Regions from separate parts of the Sus scrofa genome. Here region 1 is linked to region 2. Evidence: chromatin contacts called from public HiChIP or PLAC-seq data. All regions are on one chromosome and are shown on one strand. The core of a region is the stretch at or near the end of the contact, and the rest is flanking DNA. Distances in the headings are between cores, read along the strand shown.

Region 1 (7,196 bases), core at 628-3,127, 720 kb after region 2:
GGCGTGTTCCTCAGTTCCTCAGAGTCTCCCATCCCTTTACCAGAGGACTCTTTGCCCTGTCTGACATGCCCTACCTAAAGATTCAAATGCCCGAAGGAGAAAATACAGCTGAGTGAGGAATGGAGGAGAGAGGAGGAGGCCAGGCAGGAGAGCGGCTTGATTCTGGGAAGCCCCTGTAGGTGGGGACATGGTTCACCAGTAAACTGCAGTATTTTATGATTTTCCGTAGCCTGCTCAGAAGCTGCCTGCTGCATGAGCTGGTAGGTGGGCAGGGCTCCTGAATGCTGGACAACCATCCTCCCTCAACGCCCACCCCCCATCTCCAGCACTTGCTAGCCCTGATGCTCCCCACACTCCTGTGCTCCTGAGGGGCGAAACCCAGACCCCGCACACAAACCCACGGGCTGTGGGTTTATGTGCAAGGCTTCGTCCTGGTCCTCTCGCCTGCCACCGAAAACCGACTCCCAGGGCACTCCCAGTGCCCGACGCAAGATGTGTCCTGGTGTGTTTGGCCAAGGACACATCTCATTGAGCACAGCTGTGAGTTCACACAGACCCAGGCAGGTGTGCATGGGTGTGAGCACATGTGCATAGTATCGTTCTTGCCTAGAGACATTGGGACTAGCTGCTGGGGGAGGAAGGAGGACCCTCCCAGCACGTGGGAAGCAGGTGGGGGGGGGGGTAGGAGGGCTGTTCAAGCAAAGAACACGGGCCCTGAGGGTGGGAAGTCCCTGCTCTAGTGCCTACTCTGTGACCAGGCACATCACTTCATCTGTAAAATTGGCACAATCTCGCCGCCTCAGAGGGGCTGAGATCGCATGTAACTGGCCCAGAGCATAAACAGTAGTCCCCGTCACATCAGCGTGAGTTTTCAGAGGCTAGCACCAGGCAGCCCTCAATGCTGTAAGACCTGTCTGTGTATATTTTAGCATCACACAAACCTGAGAGCAGCAGCTTTGCTGTTTATGAAGACAGGGTTACTCCACTTCATAAAGGCAGGTGGAAAGTTGCAAAGTGAAAAGCAGAAGGTTAGGCTTCCCACCACCTTACTAGGGCAGTTAGTTGCCTCTTTCCTGGGAAAGGGGAAGATGGAGGAGCACATGAGTTCTGTGGTCAGCACCAGAAAGGACACTTGGGTTTGTACCATAAATGTTGTAGTAGCCGGTCAACTGGTTCTTGCTCTTCTAGCTATGCTAGTCCGGATACTGTAGACTCTTCACTGTGCTCAAAAATATTGCTCTTCATTACACAGGAATCTCCAGTTGCTTTTCCCTGTTAACTAACATCTATACTTAGCTAACACAGACCTGAGAGAAACTAATGACACCTTACAGTAAGAGTATGATTGGATTACTGTCTGTTAATTAGGAGTTTCTAAATCACCTTGATCCCCCTTGGAGAAAAGGCTTGATATAAGTAGATGGTAATAAACGTGGTACTCTGTTTAATTCAAATTGTATCTTTTGAAATTTAATTAATTTGGTAATAATAGTTTAAACGAGCATGTCAAAACTAAACGGTCCTTGGTGACTTGAAAGTAATATATAGCATCCAGAAGTTCCTACTACAGTCTCCGGAAGTAGCTTGCTCGCTGAGTAATTGGCTGTAAGGAGCTTGAGTTCCCCTTTCTTCCCACAGGGATGCTTAGTCTAGCTTTAAAATTCTCACCGGTTCTGGGAGACACTCCCCTGCATCCCAAACTCCTTATCTTAAAAACCCTCAAGACCGAGGGAGTCACAGTGGTGCCCTGGCCCTTCTTTCCCACCTCCCAGACATATATTGGAGGCAGAAGTGCATGGCCAGCTGTCGCCTGCATCCCCACTGGATGGCCCTGGCTGTCCACAGGCCCAGACGGAAGTGCCTTTCCCGGCAGTTCAGTCCTGCATGCTCATACCCTTCCTGCTCTCGTGACAGGATATTAGAGCGCCAGGCGCACTTACATCTCCTGCCGAGGTAGTGTGAGGGCGTCGTGTAAAGCACATCATGATTATTGTTTAGAAAATCAGAGAAGCACTCAGAGTCGAGAGGCGACAGCGACAAAGGCCCCAGAGAGGATAGGGTTTGTGTGTGCATCCTTGAGGTCACTGTGGTGCAGACCCATTCATCATGTGCGGGGAAGTAGCCTGTTCAGTGTGAGGATGTTACATAAGGCTTCCCACGCTAATCATGTGCCAAATGATATGTGACACCCCCAGTTCTTCCCTAATGAGGCTTCTGATCATGTGAGGTTGATCATTAAATAGAGACATAAGAGGATTATTCTAATTGGAGTGCATGTGAACTTACTATCTACCTGCCCTCCACACAGAAAAGCACTGCATGATGTATTTTTCATGAACTGATAGGAGTTATTGTAGAGTTCTTCTGGATAGATTTATGGTTTCATTGGAGTTCCTTTTTAGGGTAGTTTGGGTTCTGTTTTGTTCAATTTTCAACAGTTTCTGTTTTCTTTGAATATTGCATTGTACAGGAGCAGAAGCAGTACAAGAGCAAACCCAAAATTCAACTTTTTGAAATTCTGTGTACCTCTGAAATGAAAACTATTCAGAAATTCCAAAACTTTGGCAACAACTTATAGTAGGACAAACGTTTAAAAGCTGTATGTTGACTTCATAACTCATCTCTTGGTTTATTGGAACTCCTGGCTTTTCCAGAGCCTTCTTCTCTATTCCTCAAGCTATTCTGCACTACAGAGCTTCACCAGGTCATATTTAAATATGTTTGGGAAAATATGGAGACGTCTAGTCATGCTAAGTCTCAGTTAACCTAGAAATACGAATGAATTCCTTTTGCATAAAAGCTTGGTTGTGGCTTCATTGTTTATTCACTTGTCTTCATGAAATAAAAATTTCTTTCTGGTTTAAAGGATGGTTTTTGATAAGGTCAGTCACCCTGGTGCATTCGCTGTTTTATTTCCTCTAAGCCCTGGCTCTTTGATTTGGTCTTTTTTACTTTTATTCCTCCATGTAGTGCCTTTCCCCCCTTCTGTTTCCTCTTTGTGGTGTTTTCTCTCATCTTCGCTCCCTTCTCCTGCCTCCAGCCTGACAAATGTGTATTACTAAGGACTTCTAGTGGCTAAAGCTGGAAGTGCCTCTTAGAAATACCCACAGTGTAAACTTGGGTCCATCCCAAGTGCAGTGGGCACCAGAGCAACTCCTAGAAAGTAAGAACCAAGAGAAAGTAAGAACCAAGGGGAGTACTTTGGTTGTTTTGACTGCATGATACTGTTTATTTCCATGAATTTTATACTGAATCCAAATGGTTGTTTAGGGGAGTACGGCCAAGATCTATATTGCTATCTGTCTAGTAATAAGCATAGTGTCTCTTTGCTTGTATATGGACATGGTAATTCACTTCGGGAACTACGGTTTAATTAAAACTGCATTACTAGGAAATGCAGCCGTTTCTGAGCCTATGAATATAGTTCTAAACTGATTTAGAGTGATAAGTGGTAGATAGAGACGTGGATTGTGAAAATTCAGCCAGGTACCTACAGATTCTAGGGGATGTAATTTTATGGGATTTGATCTGAAATGTAGTGAGTGAGATACTCAGATTATAGCAGTGCTTAGACGAAAGTTAAGTGGCAGGAGAGCTCCATTCATCACCCTTAGGTATGTACTACCATGCTAGCCCTGCAGTGAACTTTATGACCAATTAAGAGCATATGTAGAAGCCAGAAGGATTCTTGACTTCTCTAGAATGTGGACCCTGGGTCACTCATAATTCAGGATTTGCTCCAGATTTATACAGCATCTCTTCTCTGACAAGCAATGATTGTTAAAATAGTTTAAAATAATTGAGTACAGTGTTGAGGCAGGCTTGTATGATGCCACAAGCATACTTAGGTTGAAGTTGATAGATGTTGAGAGCTTAACTCTACGTCACAATAAAATTGCATAGATTTTGAAATACTCTCCCTTTTATAGTCAGTTCTGCTGTAAAACTTGTTTTGAAAATGTAGCTTTGTTTGTGTGTTATTATTTGTGTGCATTAGGGAACAACTTTACCCTAACAAGAATTTTGTGTTTGTCTGCGTACAGTTTTGACCACAAGAAACACAAGTGAGGGCAGAGCACTGCCCAGGGTGAACTGACCTTGCTACACACACCTCAGACACCTGCCAGCTACATCTGTTCACCAAGGCTGTTGTGAGCTGTGCCCTCCACGTCTTAGTTACAACCTCTCCTCAGGTGTCAGACCCCTCTTTCCACCACTCACAGTGACTCATGAGCTGCTGCCCTTCCCATCCCACTTCCACAAGAAACTTCAGATCGTTTTAATGTCAAGTGCCACACGCCACACTCATCAAAGTTTTTTGTCTTCCTTAATCATTGCAGGACTGTGCTGTTGTTTGCTTTCTGTTCCTGCCTTTTTTTTTTTTTTTTTTTTTTTTTTTTTTTGGGCCGAATCTTGCCTTTTTTTAAATTTTTGCTTTTTAGGGCCAAACTTGTGGCATATGGAGGTTCCCAGGCTAAGGGTCCAATCGGAGCTACAGCTGCCAAGCCTACGCCACAGCCACACAACTCCGGATTCGAGCCACATCTGTGATCTACACCACAGCTCACGGCAATGCCAGATCCTTAACCCACTGAGTGAGGCCAGGGATCAAACCCTCATCCTCGTGGATACTAGTTGGATTCATTTCCATTGCACTACGACATGAACTCCCTGTTCCTGCCTTTTTTTAATGTGTCACTGCAAAATTTCTAGTGTTGTGCCCTAACCCCATTCTCCCCACAAGCCTTGCATTATTTAATCACACAGTTTTTCACAGTGGGGAGATTCTTAGGAACACGTATGTCACATTACAGCAGAACTGTCAGTGCTTCGATTGCATTGACCAAAATTACCAGATGGCCAAATCCAGAGCTCCTAACTCTGTAGACCTTCCAGGAAATCTCCTCCTACCCCTGGCAGTGCTCAGCATTCTCGTTGTGCTCCTTGCCCTCTGACCATGCCTCTGCCTTTCTGACACTGGTTCTCTCTGCTTATTCATTTGAGTGATTCCTGAATATCATGCTGATGTTTTCATCTCATTTATCTTTCAAATTCCTCCCCCGGAGATGCAGACATTCCCTCATCTCAGCTGCTGCCTTGGTGCAGAAAACTCCCTATTCTCCAGCCCCAGAACCAAGCTTTCCCACAATTTCTAGCTGCTGCTGCAGGTTCTCAGAAGACACCCCTGTGCATCTCCAACCCCTCCTCTCAGCTGGGGCAGAGGGCCACATCCTTGAGGAGTCAACACGTTAGAGGCCTGCTGCGAACCTGGAAAAGCTTTATAGCTGTTGGGGGCAGTGTTTTCTTTTGTTGGTGATGGTGTTGTTTGTTTTTGTCTTCTTAGGGCTGCACCCATGGCATATAGAGGTTCCCAGGCTAGGGGTCGAATAGGAGCTACAGCTGCCGTCCTACACCACAGCCACAGCAACACAGGATCCGAGTCGTGTCTGCGACCTACGTGACAGATGCAGTGCCCGATCCTTAACTCACTGAGTGAGGCTAGGGATCCTACTCCCATCCTCGTGGATACTAGTTGGGTTCATTCACCACTGAGCCATGACGGGAACTCCAGTAGTTTCCTCATCTGTCCCCCTTACCCTCTTTGTTTTTGGCTCCTCTGCACCCAGGGCTCATTGGTCCCCTAGTCCTGCCCTGTCCTTCCCTAAGACTCTCTGCAGCCCCTCTCTCTTTCCCAGCCTCTCTGTATCCTGCCTACTTCTTGCCCCCCGTCACATCCAAACCCCCATTCCTCCCTTACCGTTTGTTCAGAGTCCTGACATTCTACCTCGACTGTAATTCTGTATCCCATCCAATCTTGCCCTTCTCTAAGCTCATTCCCTACTTTTCTCTAACACGCGTGGACATGACTGGAGAGCCTAACAATGCTTCACATGGATCTATATCCTGCCCCTCCTGTCGCATTGGCAGGGGGTCCTGTATGCAGTAGCACCCTGACACGCTCCTTGCTGCATGTTTGCTAACAATCCAGTATTGCCTTTTTTTCTGGCAGAGTTCTATCATTTTTCTCGTTTATAGATTTTTCCCCCAGTGACTTCCTATTATTTGCATAGTGAGAAATGTGGAAGTGAGGTTTCATGAGGAAACTAGGACGAGTTACTCTGGAAATGGTTTGTTATTTAGAAAGTGTTTTCCTAGTGACCTTGCTGGAAGGGATGATGACTGCAGCTGTTAATGGCCTGATGTCCCTTGGCCCCTGGATGGTACCCACTCAGCGGTGTGTGTCAGATGGGGGGGTGCAGCTTTAATGGTAGCTTCAGCTGGGCAAAGACCCCCTGTAGCCATGTAACTTTTGTGCCCCAGTGCAGATGTATGATTTTTATATTACTTTCAGGTATTGAAAAGCTACGTTGTCATTTCCAACAATAGCTTCATAAACAGTTTCTCTTCCATTAGTTCAGTTCTGTGATGTTTTGCTGTACTTGGAAGCTTTCGTGAAAGAAAATGTTTCACCTCTGCATTTCACTTTCGAAGTCCTGGATCCCAGAGTTCCCACATTTGATTCGAAAATTCTTCACCCACACAGTAATGATTATTGTGAAGTGTTGAAAACAGAAGTACCGTTGTTAACAGAGAGGATGTTACTTCCAGGAGCACCGAAAGAGGCACCAGAGTGTCGGATTCCTGAAGGAATTTCATTTTTAATTCTGTTCTCAGCCTTGGTGAATAGACTGACTTTGTAGGGCTGTGTAGCACAAGGGTGACAGTCCTTCAGCGACACTGAGCTTCAGAGACTGCCACAGAGATAGTTCAGATGGAGGGAAAATACTGCTTTGGATTGAACTGGTTTGTCTTCTGAAGACCTCAACCCTTGATTCACAGGCACTGCTTCGTTATCCATCCCTGGGGCCTCAAGAGGCAAGTCTTGCTTTGGTCAATTCCTCCCAGGATCTCCCCTGAGCCACACCTGCCACCTGGACATTCACTGTCCACAAAGGCTTGTATGGCTCTCAAGATGGCCTTGGAGCTCCGGGGGTGTTTGGGGGGGGGGTGGAGGAGAGGTGTATCATTTTTGTAAGTCCATTGGCAAGTTTGAGATCGATGCCCGATGATTTGAGTTGGGAAGGAGATCTATCTGTGGTGTGTCACAGAGTCACAGAACCCATAGGAAAGAACAAAACTTTTTTTTGCCATCTAGCCACTCTCTTTTACAATGACTTCAGCGCTTCTGGGACTTT
Region 2 (6,797 bases), core at 3,115-5,614:
GGCCAGGGATTGAATTCGAGCTGCAGGTTTGACCTGTGCTGCAGCTGTGGCAATGGGTTAATCCCTTAACACACCGCACTGGGCTGGGGATCAGACTGAGCCTCTACAGTGACCCAAGCTACTGCAGTTAGATTCTAAACCCACTGTGCTACGGCGGGAACCCCTTAGGTCAATTTAAGTTAAAGAGTTTTTCGGAGTTCCCATCTTGACTCAGCAGAAATGAATCCGACTAGTATCCATGAGGACACAGGTTCAATCCCTGGCCTTGCTCAGTGGGTTAAGGATCTGGTGTTGCTGTGAACTGTGGTGTAGGCCGGCAGCTACAGCTCCGATTCGACCCCTAGCCTAGGAACCTCCATATGCCGTGGGTGTGGGCCCGCCTCCAAAAAAAAGAGTTTTTCATTTATTTTTTGTGAATACTTGTTGAATCTTACTATGTGTTTGACCCCATGCTTGAGGTAGGGACAAAATGGTTAAGTGCAGTGCCAGGCACCAGGTTCAAGAAGTTATGTGCGGAAGGAATGGGTGTGATCGGTTTAGTTGTACATGTAAGTGAGTGCCATTAGGACAGGACTCTTGGGTGGTTAAGGGCCCCAAGCACAGACCTGGGTGTGAATCCCGACTTGGCCATTATTGAGTGATTTTTTTTTTTTTTTTTACCACAGCATTCAGCAGTTTGATGTGGAATTATTAGTTCCCAGACCAGGGTTTGAACCTGGGCTGCAGTGGTGAAAGGGTGAAAATGCTGAATCCTAACTACTAGACCGCCAGAGAACTCCCCATTTCTGAGTGATCTTGAGCAAGTTACTGAACCCTTTCTGTTTCCTCATCTGCAGAATGGAGGATAACAACACTATCTTTTGGGATGAAATATAATTATTCATATTATCCAGGTGAATTAATGGATGTAAAATACTCACCTCAGAGCCGGGCGTACACCTGAGATGAACGCTCCTCAGACATTGGCTGTTATTAAAGGGCTGTGTCCATGTGAGCCTGTGATTGGTAGAGAAGTTATGGTGAGTGGGTGTGGAGGGTTCACAGCTTTGGGAATATTTGAGGGCCTTGGCCTGGAGGTGGGAAAGGGAACAGGAGATGCAGTTTAGAGGAAGCTCCTGGTGAGGAGGTGGGGGAAGGAGTTGAAGAAGGGGTGGGAGGGGCCCTGGAGAGGTCAAGGTCAGCTCTCCCAGGAAAGGAGAGTGCTTCAGGGTGGAAAGGAAATAGGACACATCAAGTTCAGGGAGACCAGAGAGACTAAGAACTGAGACTGGACATTGAGTTTGGTTGTTTGGGAAGACATCTGCCAACCTTGAAAGAAGACCCAGGAGAGCAGAAGACAGGTTACCTGTAGGCACAGAGGGAACAGGGCAGGTTCTGTCATATAAGAAGTATTCATAGAGATGGGACTTAAGGTAGAATTTCTAAACTAGCTTAAAAACAGGATGGCTTTTACATTTGTTCTAGCAAAATAATGGATAAGATGTGGTGCAGAGACCACCATGCTTTTATAGTCTGTATTGTTGGCCAAGAGAACAGCCCCACCCTACCCTCGGTGTGTGGTGCTCAGTCTGCAAGGCCCTGCATGGCACCACTGGTGTGATGGCATATGCAGTGAAGTGTAAGGTATCATGTAATAACAAATACTGATACATTAATTATAATTGGTGCAATAAGATACATTAGAACAGATGCTTAATGAGAACTTACTCTGGGGCCAGCAGCATTATGTGTACTTTCATGTATTATCTCATGTAATCCTCCCACCAACTGTGGGAAGTGCAGGTGATGTTATTCTCATCTCCTCACTGAGGTGGGCTAGGGTCCCGTGAGTGCCTAGGGTCACACAGCTGGTGCGTGGCGAAGCCGGGCATCCATACCAGGCCGTCTAGCTGTAACGCTCATGCTATTAACAGCCGTCTTACACTGCTTCGTTTTTGCTGCCGAATTGTTGAGGAGGAGCAGTTGGCATTAGACATCAAGTCTGATGACTCCGAAGGTCTAGAGAGGGGAAAAGTGGATGCGGAGAAAAGGCTGGGTGGGTCTGGTAAAGCAGTGCTTTAGGCAGGGCAGGCAGGCCAGGATCAGAGCACAGGCAGAGAGGCTGAAGAGTGGAAAGTTACCCCATGTGCTTTCAGGGAGGAAAGAGGACTGGCAAAAGTACAGAGAAAGAGCATTTTAAGAGTACTTTGAGGTAGTGAAGGGACCACCATCATCGGGAGAATTTTCTCGTGGGGTTTTAAGAGTTGTCTCCCACTGAGAGTTTGACTAGATTTGGTCCTCTTGGAGGAAAATGGCTGGATGAGCTAGCTTTGTTCTGGGAAATCCTGACAGATTTCCAGGGCTCCCCCTGGTGGACCTGTGAAGGTAACACCGTCTGAGGGGAAGGGTGGTGTTTGGTCACCAGCCGCCAGTTTGATTTGCTGCCCAAAGTGGAGCTGAAGGGCAGTAGGAAGTGGAGGGAAGAGTTCTGCCACCTTTTTTCCCTCATTGTGAAGAAGTCCCAGATTTGAGAGGAAGAGAAACCCAAAGGCGGAAGAAACAAAGAAAGTGGGAAGTAGAGGCATTTGAAATTTGAGGGGTGATGGCACGCAACTGAAGTGTGTTTGACTCAGACCTTTTTTTTTTTTTTTTTTTTTTTTGTCTTTTTGCCATTTCTTGGGCCGCTTCTGCAGCATATGGAGTTCCCAGGCTAGGGCTAATCGGAGCTGTAGCCGCTGGCCTACACCAGAGCCGCAGCAACAGGGGATCGGAGCTGCATCTGCAACCTACACCACAGCTTACGGCAAAGCCAGATCCTTAACCCGCAAGGTCAGGGATCGAACCTGCAATCTCATGGTTCCTAGTCAGATTCGTTAACCACTGAGCCCCTACGGGAACTCCTGACTCAGACCTTTTTTAAACCAGACATAGCATTTAAAATAGTGCTTCTCCAACTATCTATAGCAATGGGCAGTTTTTGTTGTTTTTTCAAGCTTGTGGACTGTTTATATCTTGTAGAATATAATAAAAAGTGAATTAGAAAAAATAAATGGTAGTTCCCTGGTGGCCTAGTGGTTAAGGATCTGGTGTTGTCACTGCTGTGGCTCAGGTCATTGCTGTGGGGTGTATTTTATCCTGGCCCAGGAACTTTGCATGCTACAGGCATGGCCAAAATGAGTGGATGAATGAAAAGAAACAAAGGCACAAGGAGTACAAACCCAGTTTGTGGTCTATCATTAGAGTCAACAGGCATACAAGTTACACTGTGAAATTGCTAAAAAAAAAAAAAAAAAAAGTTAATTTCTGAATTCAGCTTGTCAAAGACTTGTGGCAAAGCTCAGAACATACATCAGCTTTTCTTATTTGCGTGCACAGCATTGACAGAGCAGGTGGGCTCCAGGCAGGGACTTTACAGGTCTCTGGGGCCCTGGTTCTTCCCAGAGGGCCCAGCCCAGGACATGGAAATGTTTTATGCAGAATAAAATTCAGTCAGTGGGCTAGCAAGTCTCCCCTAAATGAAATTTGTTCACCTGGTGGAAGGCAGAATTCTAAAGCAAAGTGTGCTTTACCTTGTTTTGCAATTATCAAAAACCACATCTTTGTAGATTTCAAAAGAAAAAAAAAAACCTTAGTTATAAGAAAGCCACAGTTTGTTCCTGAGTTGTGTGTACCTAACCTCAGCCACCGTCTTTGGCTCTAGGTGGTGTCAGTGGCTAAGGTGTGTGGAGTGGCCCATGAGTCCCCATCTGTGAAGAGGCTCCGCTTGCTTGTTGCTGATAAAGATTTTTCTTTTAAAGCCGGCCAATGGTAAGTAGCTTTTCTGTCTCCTAAGTGTTGTGTGTGTTCTGGGTGCTGCCAGATATAAGAACTTTATTTTTCCTTCTGGAAAGGACTTCTGTGGCCACTGTTTCTCCTGAGGCATAGGGATTCTTAGAGCGTCTCCATTCAGGCTGTGCTTTTTTTTGTCACAGAGAGTCTGATTCCTTTTCTTGTCCCAGAGCTCACCTTGGTTTTGAGCCCATGACCCTCTTAGACATAAGAAGAAAATTGCTGCCTTGAGTTTTCCAGATTGAAACAAAGCAGCTAGTTGTGGCCAAGGACCCTGATGAAGCCCAACAACTCTGGTGATTCAGGAGTGGATAGTGGATAATAGAATGCACTGCAGTAATCTAATCTGAAATACAGAGTAAACACAGCAGGCTGAAACTGGTTCTTCTAACCAGTTCTGTCACAGAGCTGCTTGCCCTCTGGCCCGAATTCCTGCCTCCCTCATACTGTATTTTGTGGAGTTGAAATATTTTGCTGAATTTATTATCAGGGTCCCCCCATCTGGCCCAGCCCACATCACACTCAGGACTCTGAGGACTAGTCAGTATGCTGCCAGGGTGACAGCCCAGCTGTCCCACTGTTCCTGAGAATGGCCTCCCTGAGCTGCAATTCAAGTTGAATTGTAAATAAAGTGACTTGTATTTCCTTAGGAAAGGTGTGTTTGGGTGTCTGTTTCCTTGATTTAAATAAAGCATTCATTTCTAAATGAATTTCTGGCATGTCAGTCTTGGTAGTCTTTCTTAGGAGTCACTTGACTAATTTTGGCAGTCCATCTGGAAATGTGGTTTTGTTAGAAGGAGGATGTGTGATAATAGCAAGTGTGATAATAGCAAGAGTTAGCAGTCTTGTGTTAATAGTTTGCCTTTGAATTTAGAACTAGAAAACAAGATGCTGATTGCAATAATTTGCGTTCATGAAGCAATTTACTGCAATCTTTGCACATGTTCGGTGATACATATTAAGTGCATTTGGGCTGGTTTGGGGGGGTGGGCAACGTTTTTTACCCTTCGAAACTAGTTTAGCTGTTATTACACTGAAAAGTGCAAACTTTAATTGTAATGATCTTTCTTTCCACATTTCCCTTCTGGGAAAGTGTTTGTGTCCTGTGCACACCCTTAGCTCCGTGCCTTCAGTTTAGGATTGTGCCAAGACTCTGACCCCAGTGTCCTGATTAGAAAAACCCTGTGCCTTGGTTATGTTGCTGCTTCCCTGGTGTGCGTGCAATTGTACTAGCACTAGCAAAAACTGTGAAGAAAAATGTCATCATTCCCTAGTGATACACATAGAAATAGGGTCCCGTTGTGATCCTCAAGATAAAATCACTCGGGGTTGGTGTTACATACCCCGTATCAGTGAATAGATTTGGTGACTTCCCTGATGTTGGGGCTGGTTTTAGTACATGCCTGACATGGGGGCGGATCACCTCTGGCTGGTCAGTATTGACCATTTCCCTGCCAGGTGTCCTTAGCACTCACTCCTGGCGCCTGGACTGTCCTCTTTAAAAGATTATTCCCTCACCACTGACTCACTCTACGACTCTGGAAGCTGTGAGCCCTTTGGATGTGTGACTTTGTGGTTACAGAATGGCCCTTTGCTGAGGTGTGGCATTGCTCCTTCAGCGTTGTTGCTGGGATGGCTTATGTGCCAGGCTCTCCTAGATCGTCTGATATACAGTCACCTCCGCTTGGCACTTGGGGGACGAGGCAAGGATTAGGGAAAGAGGGAGTGTGTGATTGTGGCTGATGCAGCTTGTGTGCTTGGGATGGTCAGAGTAGAGTGCTGCGTGGGGTAGGGAGAGGATTGCCACTGGGCTCTTGGGATAGGGGTTGGGCCATGACGATACACTCCTGAGCTCTTTCCCCCGACACTTGCCAAACTCTGGGGCAGGCTGCAGGCCCGCCTCTGAATGGATGAGTGAATGCTCTGAAGCTAGCCTTCAGCGAAGACCAGAGATGGGTCTCTGGGGTTCTTCCTGCTATGTGGTGTTCTTTCTGGGTCTCCAGAGGGTTCTGGTTCCTGTCTTGGGGAACCAGTTCTAAGAACCCACACAGTCCAATCCAGAGAGAAGGGCCAAAGAGAAAACTCCTAGAAACCATTTCTCCCATGTGCCGGGCTAAACCTTTTGGGCCTGTCTGACCAGTCGGTCACCACTTGGCACCTTGCTCCTTGGTGAGTCCTACTCTTGACCATCTTAGAATTCTCCTCCCTGAGGGTGGAAATATCTGGACTCCCCCTTGGGGCTGGAGTGTGCCACTGGCAGTCCTCACTCGGTGTGCGAGAGCCTGGAGTTGCCAGGATCAGCGCTCCTTGGGGGCATTCACTGGAGGCCAGGTCCGTTCCCTCTGGAGGCTGTATCACAGCGTCACACGCCCCATGCTCTGTAGACTGCGTGGCCCACAGGCTGGCTTTTTCTACCTGCTGGCTCTGTGATGTGGGCGGCTTCCTTCTTTCTCTGGGCTTCAGTTTCTATGTCTTTAAAGAGGGAACAGTAATATTTCTCTGTCTTAGGATACGTCAGGGATTTAGCACAATGTCTGATGTTCACTTTATTTGGTTTGGTTCAGTATTTTGTTATAGTTAGACCATCTGTGCAGGTGAGGCCCAAGGGACAGGTTGTAACTCTTACTTAGTTCCTCAGCCAGTTCCCCTGTAGTGAGGCTGTTGCGGGCGAGTACACATCTCTGCTGTGCTGACCCAGCTCATGTACCATCAGTACTCACTCCATGCCAGGCATGTGTGCAGATCACTGCCTGAGGGTAGCAGGCCCAAGCGTTTTTGAAGAGAGACGTGTGTACCTCTGACTTTGTGCAGGAGAACACAAGTGTTTATGCTGGAAGATGACCAGGCTCTACTAAGAGAAGGAAGACACCAGGAAGAAAGGTGACTAGATTGGAGGGAGGCGATTTGAGAAGTAGGACTCTTCCCCCACGTATTCAGCCCACAGGTCCTACAGCCCTGACTTACCCGGCCACACGGAGGTGCTCGCTCCC

What was found. HiChIP or PLAC-seq counts read pairs in DNA pulled down with a chosen protein or histone mark.
Region 1: an H3K27ac HiChIP or PLAC-seq map of alveolar macrophages shows a contact between it and region 2. The contact joins two enhancer-like sites. A contact is called at or near these places in 1 of 47 Hi-C or Micro-C datasets (embryonic fibroblasts) and 1 of 2 datasets of contacts at active chromatin or transcription factors (alveolar macrophages).

What each region holds. Positions count from the first base shown.
Region 1 is chr13:4,138,369-4,145,564 of Sscrofa11.1, forward strand. All of the region lies in intron 4 of PLCL2 (inactive phospholipase C-like protein 2), which reads left to right. Among named protein-coding and RNA genes, the nearest start is that of PLCL2, 150 kb to the left of the region's middle. Within about 2 kb of position 1,878, at least 13 of the 83 cell types and tissues checked have an H3K27ac peak or open chromatin away from gene starts, as enhancers often do. A contact at or near this core is called in alveolar macrophages, where this site is marked.
Region 2 is chr13:3,413,762-3,420,558 of Sscrofa11.1, forward strand. OXNAD1 (oxidoreductase NAD-binding domain-containing protein 1) reads left to right here. Exons shown (of 8, transcript XM_001925300.5): 4 at 3,680-3,786. Among named protein-coding and RNA genes, the nearest start is that of OXNAD1, 21 kb to the left of the region's middle. Within about 2 kb of position 4,365, at least 21 of the 83 cell types and tissues checked have an H3K27ac peak or open chromatin away from gene starts, as enhancers often do. A contact at or near this core is called in alveolar macrophages, where this site is marked.